Linked DNA regions of Culex pipiens: region 1 is linked to region 2. A link is a contact called in public Hi-C data. All regions are on one chromosome and are shown on one strand. Each heading gives the region's core, a stretch centred on a gene start, on an enhancer-like site or on the middle of the called end of the contact. The rest is flanking DNA. Distances are from core to core; before and after follow the strand shown.

Region 1 (7,288 bases), core at 3,710-6,209, 150 kb after region 2:
TGCCCATTCCGGAAATTTCTGAAACGTTCACGCAGTAAAATAAGGCATATTTGAATCCACAAAACGTTTAGTTGTTTTGAAAATCAAGATGTTTGTTGAATCAACGCTAAACGTCAATGCAACTTTTTCAAAACAACAAAAGATTTTTGTGGAATTGAGAAAATCAAGGTTTGTTCCAACGCAAAATTGGCGTTGATTACATTCAACAAAAATTTTGTTGAATCAAACCTCGTACAGGCTGATTCTACAAAATATTTTTCTGCGTGTTGGCATTTTATGTGCCTTAAAACATATCAAAAAATAAAAAAAATAAAAATAGTGATTTTTGCAAATCAAGTTTTAGCAACAAAAAGCGAAATTAAAAATCACCAAAAAAATTATCTACAACTTTGCCGAAGACACCAAATCGATCAAAATTTCTTCAAAAGATACTGATTTTTAATTTTTATACATTATTTTTGTATGGACGGCTGCCAAATTTGTATGGAAAATTATATGGAAAAACTAATGATGCAAAATTGATTCTTTGGGTATACCGAAGGCACCATTCAGCCATTTTGCATCATTAGTTTATTCATTTAATTTTCCATACAAATTTAGCAGCGGCCATACAAAAACGATGTATGAAAATTCAAAAATCTGTATCTTTTGAAGGAATTTTTTAACCGATTTGTTGTCTATAGATACGGACTACACTGAAAAAAATGAAACACGGTGAAAAATTAGGTGATTTTTTATTTAACTCTTTGTCACTCAAACTTGATTTGCAAAAAAACACTATTTTTATTTTTCATTTTTTTCATTTTTTGATATGTTTAAGAGGACATCAAATGCCAACATTTCAGAAATTTCCAGGTTGTGCAAAAAATCTTTGACCGAGTTATGATTTTTTAATCAATACTGATTTTTTCAAAAAATCGAAATATTGGTCGCAAAAATTTTTCAACTTAATTTTTCGTTGTAAAATAAAATTTACAATCAAAAAGTATTTTAGTAAAATTTTGGTAAGAGGCACCGTTTTCAAGTTAAAGCCATTCTCTAAGTTGCTGAGATATTGCCATGCAAAGTTTTAAAAGCAGGAAAATTGATGTTTTCTAAGTCTCACCCAAACAACACACCATTTTCTAATGTCGATATCTCAGCAACCAATGGTCCGATTTACAATATTAAAATATGAAACATTCGTGAAATTTTCCGATCTTTTCGAAAACAATATTTCCAAATTTTTAAATCGAGACCAACATTTCAAAAGGGCCAAATATTCAATATTACGCCCTTTTAAAATATTAGTCATGGTTTAAACATATTGAAAGTTTTTTTTCTCGAAAAGATCGAAAAATTTCACGAATGTTTCATATTTTAACATTATAGATCGGACCATTATTTGCTGAGATATCGACTGAGAAAATATTTTCAAAGTGGGCAAACATGTACACTGATTTAGAAAAATGAAAAACTGTGACAATTTTCAAAAAAGTTACCTAAGAATTGCTTTTACTTGAAAATGGTGCACTTTATCAAAATTTCACTATAGGATTTTTTGATTGCAAATTCAATTTTACATCGAAAAATTAAGTTAAAAAATTTTGCGGCCAAAATTTCGATTTTCGAAAAAAATCTGGATTGATTCCAAAATTTATAACTCGGTCAAAGATTTTTTGCACATTCTGGAAATTTCAGAAAAGAGTTCAATTAGTTGGGTGGTGACGCGCGGTCAATTATGTGGCATTGTGTGTGAAAAGAAAAGAATTTTATTTCGTGTTTCATCCTGGTTGGCTTGCCCACAAGCAGAAAAAAAATCAGTTCAATTAGTTGGGTGGTGACGCGCGGTCAATTATGTGGCATTGTGTGTGAAAAGAAAAGAATTTTATTTCGTGTTTCATCCTGGTTGGCTTGCCCACAAGCAGAAGAAAATCAGTTCAATTTGTTGGGTGGTGACGCGCGGTCAATTATGTGGCATTGTGTGTGAAAAGAAAAGAATTTTATTTCGTGTTTCATCCTGGTTGGCTTGCCCACAAGCAGAAAAAAAATCAGTTCAATTAGTTGGGTGGTGACGCGCGGTCAATTATGTGGCATTGTGTGTGAAAAGAAAAGAATTTTATTTCGTGTTTCATCCTGGTTGGCTTGCCCACAAGCAGAAGAAAATCAGTTCAATTTGTTGGGTGGTGACGCGCGGTCAATTATGTGGCATTGTGTGTGAAAAGAAAAGAATTTTATTTCGTGTTTCATCCTGGTTGGCTTGCCCACAAGCAGAAGAAAATCAGTTCAATTTGTTGGGTGGTGACGCGCGGTCAATTATGTGGCATTGTGTGTGAAAAGAAAAGAATTTTATTTCGTGTTTCATCCTGGTTGGCTTGCCCACAAGCAGAAAAAAAATCAGTTCAATTAGTTGGGTGGTGACGCGCGGTCAATTATGTGGCATTGTGTGTGAAAAGAAAAGAATTTTATTTCGTGTTTCATCCTGGTTGGCTTGCCCACAAGCAGAAGAAAATCAGTTCAATTTGTTGGGTGGTGACGCGCGGTCAATTATGTGGCATTGTGTGTGAAAAGAAAAGAATTTTATTTCGTGTTTCATCCTGATTGGCTTGCTCAAGTCCTTCCTACATCATCGTTGATCGGGAGGCACGACGTCGTGTGAATTGTTGCATTAAAATAAGTTTAAGTATTACTGTAAATGACTGTAAAAAAGTCCTTCCTATATCATCAATGTCGTCTGGGTAATCGTGATGAAAAATTACATTTATTCAGTATTTAAATACCTGTGCGCGAGTGTTTTGGTGTGCTAATTAGAAAGACCTTCCCATAGCATCGTTGCTCGGAAGGCTCGCCGACGGGTTTGTTATGAAAGTCCTCCCCATAGCATCGTAGCTCGGGAGGCATCGAAAAGCCAATACCTTATCCTACTAACCCAAAAAAAATATCACGTGATGCTTGAAGGAGATGCTGTGGATTCAACGGTCTCAAGCGGTATCAACAAGTATATAGCGAAAAACTATGTGCTTGATGAGTCTGCAACTTCAACTATCGGACTAACATTCCTCCCTTTCGTTGAACTGCAGGCTTCTTGGGAGGGCGCCGGTATTGACTAATAAAGTCGGGGTCTTCAGGGGTTAAACAGTGAACGGATGGTTGGCTCCCACTGATCATTTTTGATTCATTGTTTAACTTCAGCTGATCTGTCAATAACGGAGTAGCAGCTCATTGGCAGTCAACCATGCTCATGCTCATGCTCATGCTCATTCTGGAAATTTCAGAAAAGTTGGCATTTTATGGCCCCTAAAACATATAAACAAAATAAAAATAGTATTTTTTTGCAAATCAAGTTTTAATAACGAAAAGCTATATTTTAAATTTTAAATAATTACCGTGTATCATTTTTTTCAGTGTAGTCCTTATCAATTCCTACAACTTTGCCGAAGACACCAAATCGATCAAAAGATTCCTTCAAAAGATAAAATTTTTGTATTTTTATAAATCATTTTTGTATGGACGGTTGCCAAATTTGTATTTTTTTTTCACAAAAGCTAATTTTCCCAATATGGTTTTTAAGATATAGTCACCGAAAATTCAATTTCAGCGTAATATTTGAAGTTAGAGCGTCCGATTTCCCGTCCCGGGAAAAAATTCCCGGGATTTCCTGAAAAAAAAAATATTTCCCGTTTCCCGGGAAATTTCTAAATTTCCCGGGAATTCACGAAATTCAAGCGGATTTTCTTTAATTTTTGGAACTATTTTTTGAAATTGCTCTGAAAAAATAATGAATGAACAAACTCAACAAGATTTTGTTCAATTAAATGTACTGTTCGGTTTATATATAATTACGCTTTATTTGAAGTTATTCAATTTTTAAAAATAGTTTGTGACCATTTCTGATTTTTTCTAAGGTTCAGAAAATTTGCGATAAAGGCAGCAGTCTATCGTGCTTTTTTTAAAAAGTAAACACTCACTGTCTGCAGAATAGACTGCTTCGTAACAAATCCACACTGGCTCATAGTGTCCGAAAATATGGGCTTTTATGTACAAATTTTATGTACAACGGTAAAAAACACGATTAAAAAACATTTCTGATCACTTTTTTGACAAGACAACATTTTAAGATGGGTCAACTATGGTCCCCTTGGAACGAGCTGTCAAGTAGGATGCTTTCTGTCAAGAAGGGCTTCGATTTTATTTAAATCGATAAAAAAATCATTTTAGATCCTATGCGGTCGTACAAAGGGTTATTGTATTCAGAAAAATAATCTTCAACGTTGTAAACAATAATACTACCAATTTAAGCTTAATTTTGGGACCCAATTGGTTTCTTTGATTGAAATTTACGCTGAAAAAAAAGCTCACCTTAAAGGGTAAAATTTTACGGAATTCCTCTTTTTATGTAATTTTACCTGTACTTATGATAAAATACATAAAAAATACACCCACGTTTTCGATTTTGAGTCGAACCACACACATCAGGGTGGGTCTACGACGATTTTACTGAAAAAGTTCATTTCTAGAGCCGAATTGTAGGGCTTCTTGAGATCTGATCTGATTTTTAATATTTAATACCGTAACGTGATGTTGATGATGTTTATTATTGGTTGAAATAGTAGAGTTTTTCTTCATTAAATGCATGACTGAGACAATTTGTTAGGTTCTCCGACCACGTATTAATAAATCTGCTGAATCAATGGTATCATATTCACCCTTTTGCTGACTCATGACATGTGGTTATGAAATCCATGGGTTAATTTATTTAATCAGTGTTTTTAATCCTTTTGACAAGCCTTGTACACCAAATATTCCTTAAAAATGAGGCTTAATTTGGATTTAGATACGCAGGTAAAAAAATATTACATCAAAACTTCCGCACCACTTCCAGAACTTTAAAAACGCGAACCGAAACACCTTGACCATAGACACTGACTGACTCAAGGTCCCCCACTGCAAGGTGGTAGGAATGTTTTGGAAGAGTTTATTTTGCTTGTTATTATTCCAGCGCTCCAGTGTTTTGCTGTTTCATGTTTTCTTGACAGCTGATGCTCCTTTAAAATCATCGCAGCAGTATGACAGTCATTGCACTGCTGACACTTTTGCTGCATGGGTCTTTCTATGAATCTGTGTAACGGACGGACGGACGCAGCCAGTATTATTACCATAGCGGTGAGGTTTGTTTCGGTTGGAAGTTGGACGAATAGAGAGAATAACTATTGTTTAATCATGTGCTTTGTAATGTTTTGTAAGTTAGATTATTAGTTAGTAACTTATTAGCACAAAATATACTTTCGTGTACTAAGTGTGTTGTTTCGAAAAGTTCCTAATTGTGTCCAAACCCAAGAGGTATGTTGCATCTTTTTTTCAGTAAATGTAAACAGAGATGTTTTGTCGGCGTTGTGTTGTTGTAACTGTAATTATGAGTTTACTCAACGAAATCTTGCTTGTTTACAGTGTATTCCAAGGCAAGGAAGCTTTAGGTTCTTTAAAAATCTATAACGTTAAAATTTCTCCTTTGAAGAAATATGGATCATTCAAAAAAACCTGAATTCAATCCTATGTTGAAGACCGATTACATACATTCAATATTTCAGGTCAAATCCGATTGCAAATTTTATCCTTTTGCAAAAAAATAAGCAAAGAAGTGTCGCGTAAAGTTTTGGATTCGAAATACTGATCTTAATCAAGTGATCATGCAATCTTGTCACACGTGCTTTTTTGGTTACATTGAGTAAAGGGTGCCATTTTGTATAATTACCTATTGACCTTTAATTCAGGGGCTTGTTTTCGTTGGACGAACTGAGCCCAAAACCTAAACATGAGCTAAATGAGATTTAAGCCGTTTTATGAACAGCCAAACTTTTGCAGCATTTAAGGAAACAAGTAGAATTTTGTTAAAAGAAAAAGTTTGCTGACATTTTAACACTCGTGCGTTCGGGCAGTCATGTTCACCCTATTTTATCATACAAATATTCTTACTTTTGGTGGAATTGTCCCAATTGGTCGCTTCCGGTGGCAAAATATCCAGGCTGTCAGAAATCGAAAAAAAAACAAGAATTTCAAGAAAATCATGGTCCAAAAATTCATAAATTCTTAAAAATAAAAAAAAACTTCAGAAAAAATTGGAAATTATAAAAATTAAAGAAGGAATTAAAAAAAGCATGTAACCGACGCAATTAGTGGTGCACAATGTGTTTCATTTGGAGCGAACTAACAAACTTCCACACAAATCGGGTGCTACATTTGAGCAAATAGAAACAAATCATCAAAAAAAATATAACTTCAAATATTAGAAAAAATTAAGAATTCTAGAAATTCAACAAATTTAAGAAGACCCAAGAATTCAAAACATCAATTTCAAAAAATCAAGATATTGGAAGATTTAAGAAGTTTTGAAATTTCGAAATTTCTAGACAATCAACAAAGTAGCTAAAATAAAAATACAGAAATTTTAAAAATAAAAAAAATTTAAAAGACATTCAAGAAACTTATGAAGTTCATAATCAAAACAAAATAAAATATTCAGTGAATTCAAGATGTTTAAGAAATGCAAGAAATTCAAGAAATTAGATAATATTAAAAAAATTCAAGAAGATAAGGAAATTTCAGTTTTTGTTTAAGGAACAAAAACAAAGAAATTCAGAGAACACAAAAGATTTAAATTAAAAAAAAAATAACGAACATATTCAGGAATCTAAAATTTTCTTTAAAAATTTAAAAATTCCCCGAATTGAAAAGACGATCTCAAAAAATCCTGGAATTAACGAAGTTGAAGCCCAAGAAATGAAAAACAAAAACAAAATATTTTGGAAATTTATAAAGCTCTAAAAATTCAAAAATTCAGCAGATTTAAAAAGTTGAGATTTTTTTATAATTTTGTTTCGAAAACTAAGAGATTTTGAAGTTTAAAAAGTTTTGAAAATCATGAATTTCAACAAATTTAAAAATATTCAAAAAATTCAAGAAGTTTAGGAAATTCGGGAAATGAAAAAAAAATTAAGTAAATGCAATAAGGAGAAGAAATTAAAAAGAAATCAAAGAACACAAAATATAGAAAACTTCAAGAAAATTTATCACAAAAAAGGAAAAACGATTAATTCAAACAATTTAACAAATTAGACAATTTTGAATTTGTTATAAGTTGGAAAATTCAAAAATAAAAATAAATCAAAAAACTTAAGCATTTTAGGAAAAAAAAAATTAAAAATTTAACAAAATACATAAAATTTAAGGAATTCGTTACATAAAAACCCGATTTTCAGAAAATTTTATAAGTTAAATAAATTTACAAAAAAATCACAGTAAACAGGAAATT
Region 2 (7,322 bases), core at 2,641-5,140:
GCGCCATCTTCGTCATAGTTGACCAACTGAAACGCGTTCTCCTCGCCGTACTCGTTCACGTTCGAGAAGGTCGTCGAGCAAAAGTTGGGCGTTCGTCGGATGCAGATGGCGTAGTTGAGGTTGTTCTGAAAATAAAAATCGAAATTGCAATCCGATTGGCAACACTTGACGAATGGTGAAAGCACGCAGCCAAAGTGTCAAACACAGTGCGGAAAAACATCGCAGGGCTGAATTTTGACAGGTTGCTGTTTTTTGTTTTGTTTTGTTTACGTATTGCAGCCTTCAGACGACTGCAAAGTGTTTATCACCGTGTTATCAGTGTTGGGAATGAAAAAATAGTTTTTCGTAAAATTTTGATTAAAATGAAGATTTATTGAGATGTTTTGTGGTGCAATAAAATTTAGTGTTTGCTGATAGTTTGACTGAAAGGAGCTGTCAAGGTAGGAAGGAGCAATTACTTGATACAGTTGTATCATTAATTTATGTTTAATTATTGATTAATTGTTAACAAAGTTCTATAAATATATTTTACTTAAAAACTGGTAAACAGTAACTGACGTCAGCAGAATATACTCTTTGTTTACAAATTCATTACGTTTCTTTTGATTTTTCTTGGATTACCTTTTTATTTATATTTGTTTTTTAACGAAAACAATTGCTATTGACAGTAGCCTTTAAGTAAAAATGTAATAAAAAATTAGCTCTAATCAGGTTCCATCAGGTCTTATTGGGATCAGGTCAAAACTGACATCAGTACAGAATCGACATCAGGTGAAAACTGACGTCAGGTCAAAACTCAAATCAAACCAAAACTTACATCAAGTCAAAACTGGCATCAGGTCAATACTGACATCAGGTCAAAATTGACGTCAAGTCAAAACTCAAATCAAACCAAAACTGACATCAAGTCAAAACTGGCATCAGGTCAATACTGACATCAGGTCAAATCTAACATCAGGTCAAAATTGACGTCAGGTCAAAACTGACATCAAGTCAAATCTGACATCAGGTCAATACTGACATCAGGTCAAAATTGACGTCAAGTCAAAACTCAAATCAAACCAAAACTGACATCAAGTCAAAACTGGCATCAGGTCAAATCTGACATCAGTTCAAATCTGACATCAGGTAAAAACTGACGTCAGGTGAAAACTCAAATCAAACCAAAACTGACATCAAGTCAAAACTGGCATCGGGTCAAATCGGACATCAGTTCAAATCTGGCATCAGGTGAAAACTGACGTCAGGTCAAAACTCAAATCAAAACAAAACTGCCATCAAATCTATTTTGACAACATCTCAAATCTGACATCAAGTCAAAACGTACAACAGATCAAAACTGGCATCAAGTCAAATCTGACATCAGGTCAATACTGACATCAGGTCAACACTGACATCAGGTCAAAACTGACGTCAAGTCAAAACTTACATCAGGTCAAAACTGGCATCAGGCCAAAACTGACATCAGGTCAAAATTGACATCAGGTCAAAACTCTCATCAGGTCAAAACTGACATCAGGTCAAAGCTGGCATCAGGTCGAAACTGACATCTGATCAAAGCTGGCATCAGGTCAAAACTGACATCAGGTCAAAGTGTGCATCAGGTCAAAACTGACATCATGTCAAAACTGGCATCAGGTCAAAACTGGCATCAGGTCAAAACTGACATCAGGTCAAAACTGACATCAGGTCAAAACTGACGACAGGTCAAAACTGACGTCAGATCAAAACTGACGTCAGATCAAAACTGTCGTCAGATCAAAACTGACGTCAGATCAAAACTGACGTCAGATCAAAACTGACGTCAGATCATAACTGACGTCAGGTCAAAATTGTCAAAAGGTCAAAACTGACATCTGGTCAAAACCGCCATCAAGTCAAAACTGACACCAGGTCAAAACTGACGTCAGATCAAAACAGACGTCAGGTCAAAATTGACAAAAGGTCAAACCAATCTTTCAGAACTTACCAAGTATCCTGGCTCCCTGCGCGTAACAAGAACCGAGTGGTCATCGTAGTTGAAGGATTTGATGTAACCATTTACCCCAGTGAAGTACTGTAAACACCCTTCGGGTGCTTGAAGCTCTGAAAGCTTAAATTTAAATGTTTTCATTTATAAAGATCGCAAAATTGCGATTCCAACTCACTTGAATAATTCTAATATTGAACGCCTTCGGCTCATCCGAGTTTGACACCGCTGTCAAGTACAAAAAGTGAGAATACTCTCGATCCACCTGAAGGTACACTGAACAAAAACGTAACATTAATTTCACGTAGATTTCATCCCAAAAACGGTGACCAACTCACAGTGCTGCCCACTGTTGATCCCGCACAGGATCGGATACGTTCGGTGGGTGTTCTGCACCGTCACGATCAGCTGATCCTCCAGACAGTTGCCCTCCCGCGGGGGTCCCATCTCGAAGAAGATGAGCTCCAGCAGCACCTGGCGCGTGTTCCAGCGCAGCGCCACCGTCAGGCTGCACGTCAGTTTGGTCCGGACCGCCGTCGGATAGCCCGGACTCTGGAAGTAGCTGATGTTCTGGGCCGTCTGGTCGTTGCATCCTAATTGGACTTGAAAAAGAGGTTTTCAAGGGAAACTAGTTCGAATAATAGCAAGCACAACTCACAGACACAGCAAACTCCGAACCCCCCGGCACACACATCCATCGGAACTCCACCCAGCTGGCTGCACTGCACCTCGTGGTAGCAGATCCCCTGCAACGGACTGCCCAAATTGCCCTGCCGTGCTACGCACGGAGCATTCTCAAAGTTGACCACGTTGAACAGGCTGAACAGTGTCAGCGGAGACTTGAGCTTCTCGATCACCCTGGACTCGGTCGAGTTCGGAACAAAACTGTTCAACAGCAGCTTCTTCAGTCGATCACCCAGCAAGTCCAGCGTCTGCTCGACCCTCGTCGGAGGTCGCATCACGTTCTGGACGGGTGAACTCGCGAAGGTCGTTACGTTGTCTTTGACGGCGAACCAGGTTCTGTTGCCACCGGTAGAAACGACCACCAACGGAATGGACGAATCCGCTTTGATGTCGCTTTCGTCGATGCTGTTGGCGCCGTAACTTACTGATGCAACGGGAGGTTGTGACCGCGGTGGCTGTGACTGTCTGGCGGCCAGTTTTGGGTCGTACCGCAAGCCGTACTCCACCTTGTAGTCGATGTACTGCAGTTGGCTGCGGCCGATGATGTCTCGCAGGCGGAGACGTTCCGACGGGATGTTTTGGAGACCGCCATTGTTGGTTCTGATTAGTTCTGGAATTTATGGGAATGATCCCAAATAAACTTTTTTTAAATACCTAATCAATCTTATGAGAAACCAGTTTATTCAACACACACCGATCTTCTTGGTCGATTGTGTTTCTCTCTCACACAATAACTTTCGATCTCCCATTAAACATTGCAACAATTTCTCCACTCTGATAACCATTGAACAACCGCTGCGGCTTGACCACGCTTGTTCACACGTGAGTACGCTTCGCAACATTTTTTCATCTAATTCTCAATCAAAAACAACAAGCCAACAACCCTTCCCCAACCCTCCCTTAATACCTGCCACATCCACCCCGGAACGGTTCACCAACAGTTCCACCTGATTGCCGATCAACTCCCGCGCCAACAACTCCTCTCGATCACCTTCGCCGTCATCTTCCTGATCCGCTCCACCGATTTCATTCTCCTGCAAGAACCGTCCATCTTTGGCCAAACCCACCGCCAGGACGGCCAAGCCCAGCCCAACCAACGGAAGCCACTTCCCCATCACACCTTGACGCGTTCCGAACCGACGCCAAACTGATTGCGACACCTGTCCTCAACGCTCATTTTTTCCTGTCATCAAAAAGAGATGAGCTGTTCCGGTGCAATGTTTCGGCAGGGAGAGGTACAGTGGAACCGTGGTGTGTTGACAGTCAAATTTAGCAGTCCTAACCATGACCAAACATCAAATCTATGTTCAAATTTCTCAAACAATCAGGGTTCAACTGTATCTCGAGGCAGTAAGTTCCGGATAATACTGTTCGCACCAAGAGAAGCCAGAAGAGGAGCCCTGATGGCCAATTACAAGCTGAAGCAGGCCGTGACTTACGGCTGGTGTTTCAGCAGAGCAGATCAGCTTTGGCTGCTGGCATCGCGATGGAACAGCAGTAGTTCTCACCTTCAGATCGAGGCCATGGAAGTCTCTTGACGGAATTGTTTGATATCACAAATATACATCTTTGGACTATTTTTAATTGGACCTTATAATAAAATGTAAAAAATGACATGTTAGGTCATCTTAAATTGAATTATTTGGTCCTTTTTAAAATGTATAACGTGAAATAAAAAATGTTAAAATATGTTTTTGAAAGTGGTTCAGAAAATTTCACACGAGTTTCACTTTAAAAATTTTAAAATCGGATCAATAATTTCAAGAGATTTAAGAACATTTTCTCTTGAAGCTCTTGAAATTATTGATCCGATTTTTTTTTTTCCAGTGATGAAATACTGAGAAAATGAATTTGATATTTTTTGAAGAATTTTTTTTTTTGAAAATTTGGTCGCGAAATTGAAGTTAGCTATTAAAAGTATGAAAATTAAAAAAAACGAAGCACACGATTTATTAATCCGAAGTCTCATTAAAACCTTCGGATAATCAAACTTTGCATAATCGAATATGGCTAGGGGTTGATCACTTCGAGTAGGTATATCGCTTACGGCGTATCATACGCGCATAATATCGTACCAACTATCAGCGTAAATATCATACGCGTAGTACGCCTAGGCTGCGTGCCAATATTGGCATCATAGGGGAAATAAACCCATTTTAAGCCTAATAAGCGGTCTTGTTTGAATGGTGCTGGATAATCTGGAGTGTTCGTTGAAATTCAGTAAAACCAAGTACACCAACGAGTAGAGCAACTTTTTGCGAACATTTCTGTTTATTTTCACTTTTATTAAAGGTTATGCTATTCCTTTTACAAGCATTTTAAAAAAATATTTCAAAAACGCATTCTAATCAGTCGTGTGCATTGGGCCACGCCCATTTTTCTATTTTCAGCTTAGTTCTTTTTTTCTTCCAACGTTCGTTTGGGTCTGCTTCGTGCTGCCAAAATTGATGAAATTTTGAGCGAACACTCACGAAAAGTAGCATTTATAGAGAAAGTTTCCTGGCAACACCACAAGCGCTGCTGGTGGTGATGGTGTTCTTTATTTGCCTTCGCTTCTCGCTCGGTTTTCTTCAGCCTTCGATTAGAATGGATGGTCAAAATTGAAACGTCAAAAGACTTAGCGCGTTTGTTTTTTTGATGGCGCTTGCTAATTATTTACATGTTTCAGGATTATTTTTCAAGTGAGTGACTAAGTAACGGTCAAAAGAACATGTTGCCGGTAGTTGGAAGCAATTTTATACCTTAAGCGCTTTGAAATCGTTAGCGCAAGTGAAAAGATATTGATGGCGACTTTCGTTAATAAGTTAACCTCTGATCTTGCGTGTGGATGTGTGTGCCACCAAAATGATGAGAAATGGTCTCGCAAAATAGAAATTATGATCAAAAGTGCATTAAATTTGATCTTTTTGGCCAGTAAGTGGCATACATTTGCGTGCTTACTCGAGGCGGTGCTGTTGCTGGTAAGTTTACAGCCTAAATAGTATTTTTGGAGCTTTAATCGAGCATCAAACTCTCCATATGACGAAGATAGGTGTTTGATTAGAAAGGGTATATTTCCCCTAATTGTGCAATATCAGATGTAATTTGCCTTTTGGAATATGTACTATATGACACATTCTCCAGCGACAGAAACGACACTTTTTGGCTGATAGGTCAAACATTTTGATTATTTAATCGTTGTTTTATTGGTCCAATCATCAATCGCAGCTGGATTAACAATTTGAAATGTTTATAATCATCAAAACATGAATTATTCATCTGTATGAAACCAAAAAGCGTCGAAATTTAGCTTTTTCTCACTCCGTTGCAACGTCACGGAGTGATCGATGTGGCAAATTAGTGCCACTTAAAAAAAGTTTTCCAAAGTCACTACTTGTAGAAAATTCAATTTCAAATCCGAATCTGTAAAGATATTCAAGTTTGGGACAGGTTTTGATATCCAACGAGACATATTTCGAATAATTTCGTGACGTTGCAGCGCCGAAAATGTTCAGACATGTTCAGACATGACAATTTATTTACAAGAGCTAATTGAAAATATTTTTTTAGAAAAAAAAAAAAAACACTATTTTACACCTCCTGATGACGCTGGGACTCAAGTATAGATCGATTTTAGGTGTACTATGTCAGGAATATATTTTGGAAACTAAGAATTGATATCTTGATGTAAATTTACATCTTTGTCCAGAGTTGGACCGAGATTCACAACGTATTTTTGAGGTTTTAGGTGATATATTACAGTCGACTCTCTGGCTGTCGATCTTCCCGATTTCAATATTGCTCCTTCTACCGATGAAATTTTCAGTCCCTTCAAACTGCATACTATGATTCTCTTCATTCCTCGATATTTTCTCTTGCTTGAAGAATCTCTTCCTCGACGGTCCCTTGAATTCATTTTGCTCTAAAAATCTCTTCTGGTTGTCAATAATTTCACTTTCTCATGGCTTGCATACACATTTTTCTTTGAGAAACCAAGCTTTGAAGGGTGTTTGGCATTTGTTTGTTTTTGTTTAGTGACGTTGCCATCGTTCTCACCCATAGCTGAGAATCAGGAAAAAAATATGTTCAATCGAGTCTTCATTTTGCATCGTTCTGTAAACTGATGATTCTCTTCCTCGACGGTCCCTTGGATATTGACAACCAGAGAGTCGACTGTAGTTTTATTAACTTCAACTCGAGATAAAATCAGTTTTCACCGACAGAATATTTTTGGAATCGATTATTCTGACTCAGAATAGTCCCCCCAACATCCTCCAGGAGTAATTTTCGAGGTGCATGCGGGTGCATAATAATCCCCTTCTTACCCACCGTGCTGGGTAAATTTCCTGTCAATTCCTACCGAATTTTGGTAAACCATTCAAACAACTGAAAGTCAGTAAAAAATACTAATTTTGGTAAAGTTTTATTTTTTAACCAGGATTATGAGACCATCTACAAACCAGGTGGACACTTATTTTAAAAATCTTAGGCTATTTTGTTAAAATTTAAAAGGGCGCATAAGCATTTTACAGCCGGAACTATTTGGCAAATTCTAAGACAACAGATAACCAAAACCCTAACAGTGCAGTAAGGTAGCTGGGGATGCCAGCTATTGCCCAGTCACGAAATATTCTAGCAGAGCTGGTTCTGTCAGAATCCTGCTAGAACGGTGGAACAATCCTGCTAGAAT

What was found. A called contact is a pair of places that touch in the nucleus more often than the background predicts.
Region 1: a Hi-C map of whole body shows a contact between it and region 2, with 10 times the contacts expected there. The contact joins the promoter of LOC120419260 here to the promoter of LOC120429171 in region 2.

The regions. Positions count from the first base shown.
Region 1 is chr1:33,115,283-33,122,570 of TS_CPP_V2, forward strand. LOC120419260 reads right to left here and starts at 4,960. Exons shown (of 7, transcript XM_039581915.2): 1 at 4,837-4,960. LOC120419261 (histone H3-like) reads left to right here and starts at 5,123. Exons shown (of 2, transcript XM_039581916.2): 1 at 5,123-5,319.
Region 2 is chr1:32,968,945-32,976,266 of TS_CPP_V2, forward strand. LOC120429171 reads right to left here and starts at 3,891. Exons shown (of 6, transcript XM_039594383.2): 1 at 3,561-3,891; 2 at 2,628-3,263; 3 at 2,308-2,571; 4 at 2,148-2,245; 5 at 1,970-2,092; 6 at 1-125. The coding sequence starts at 3,768.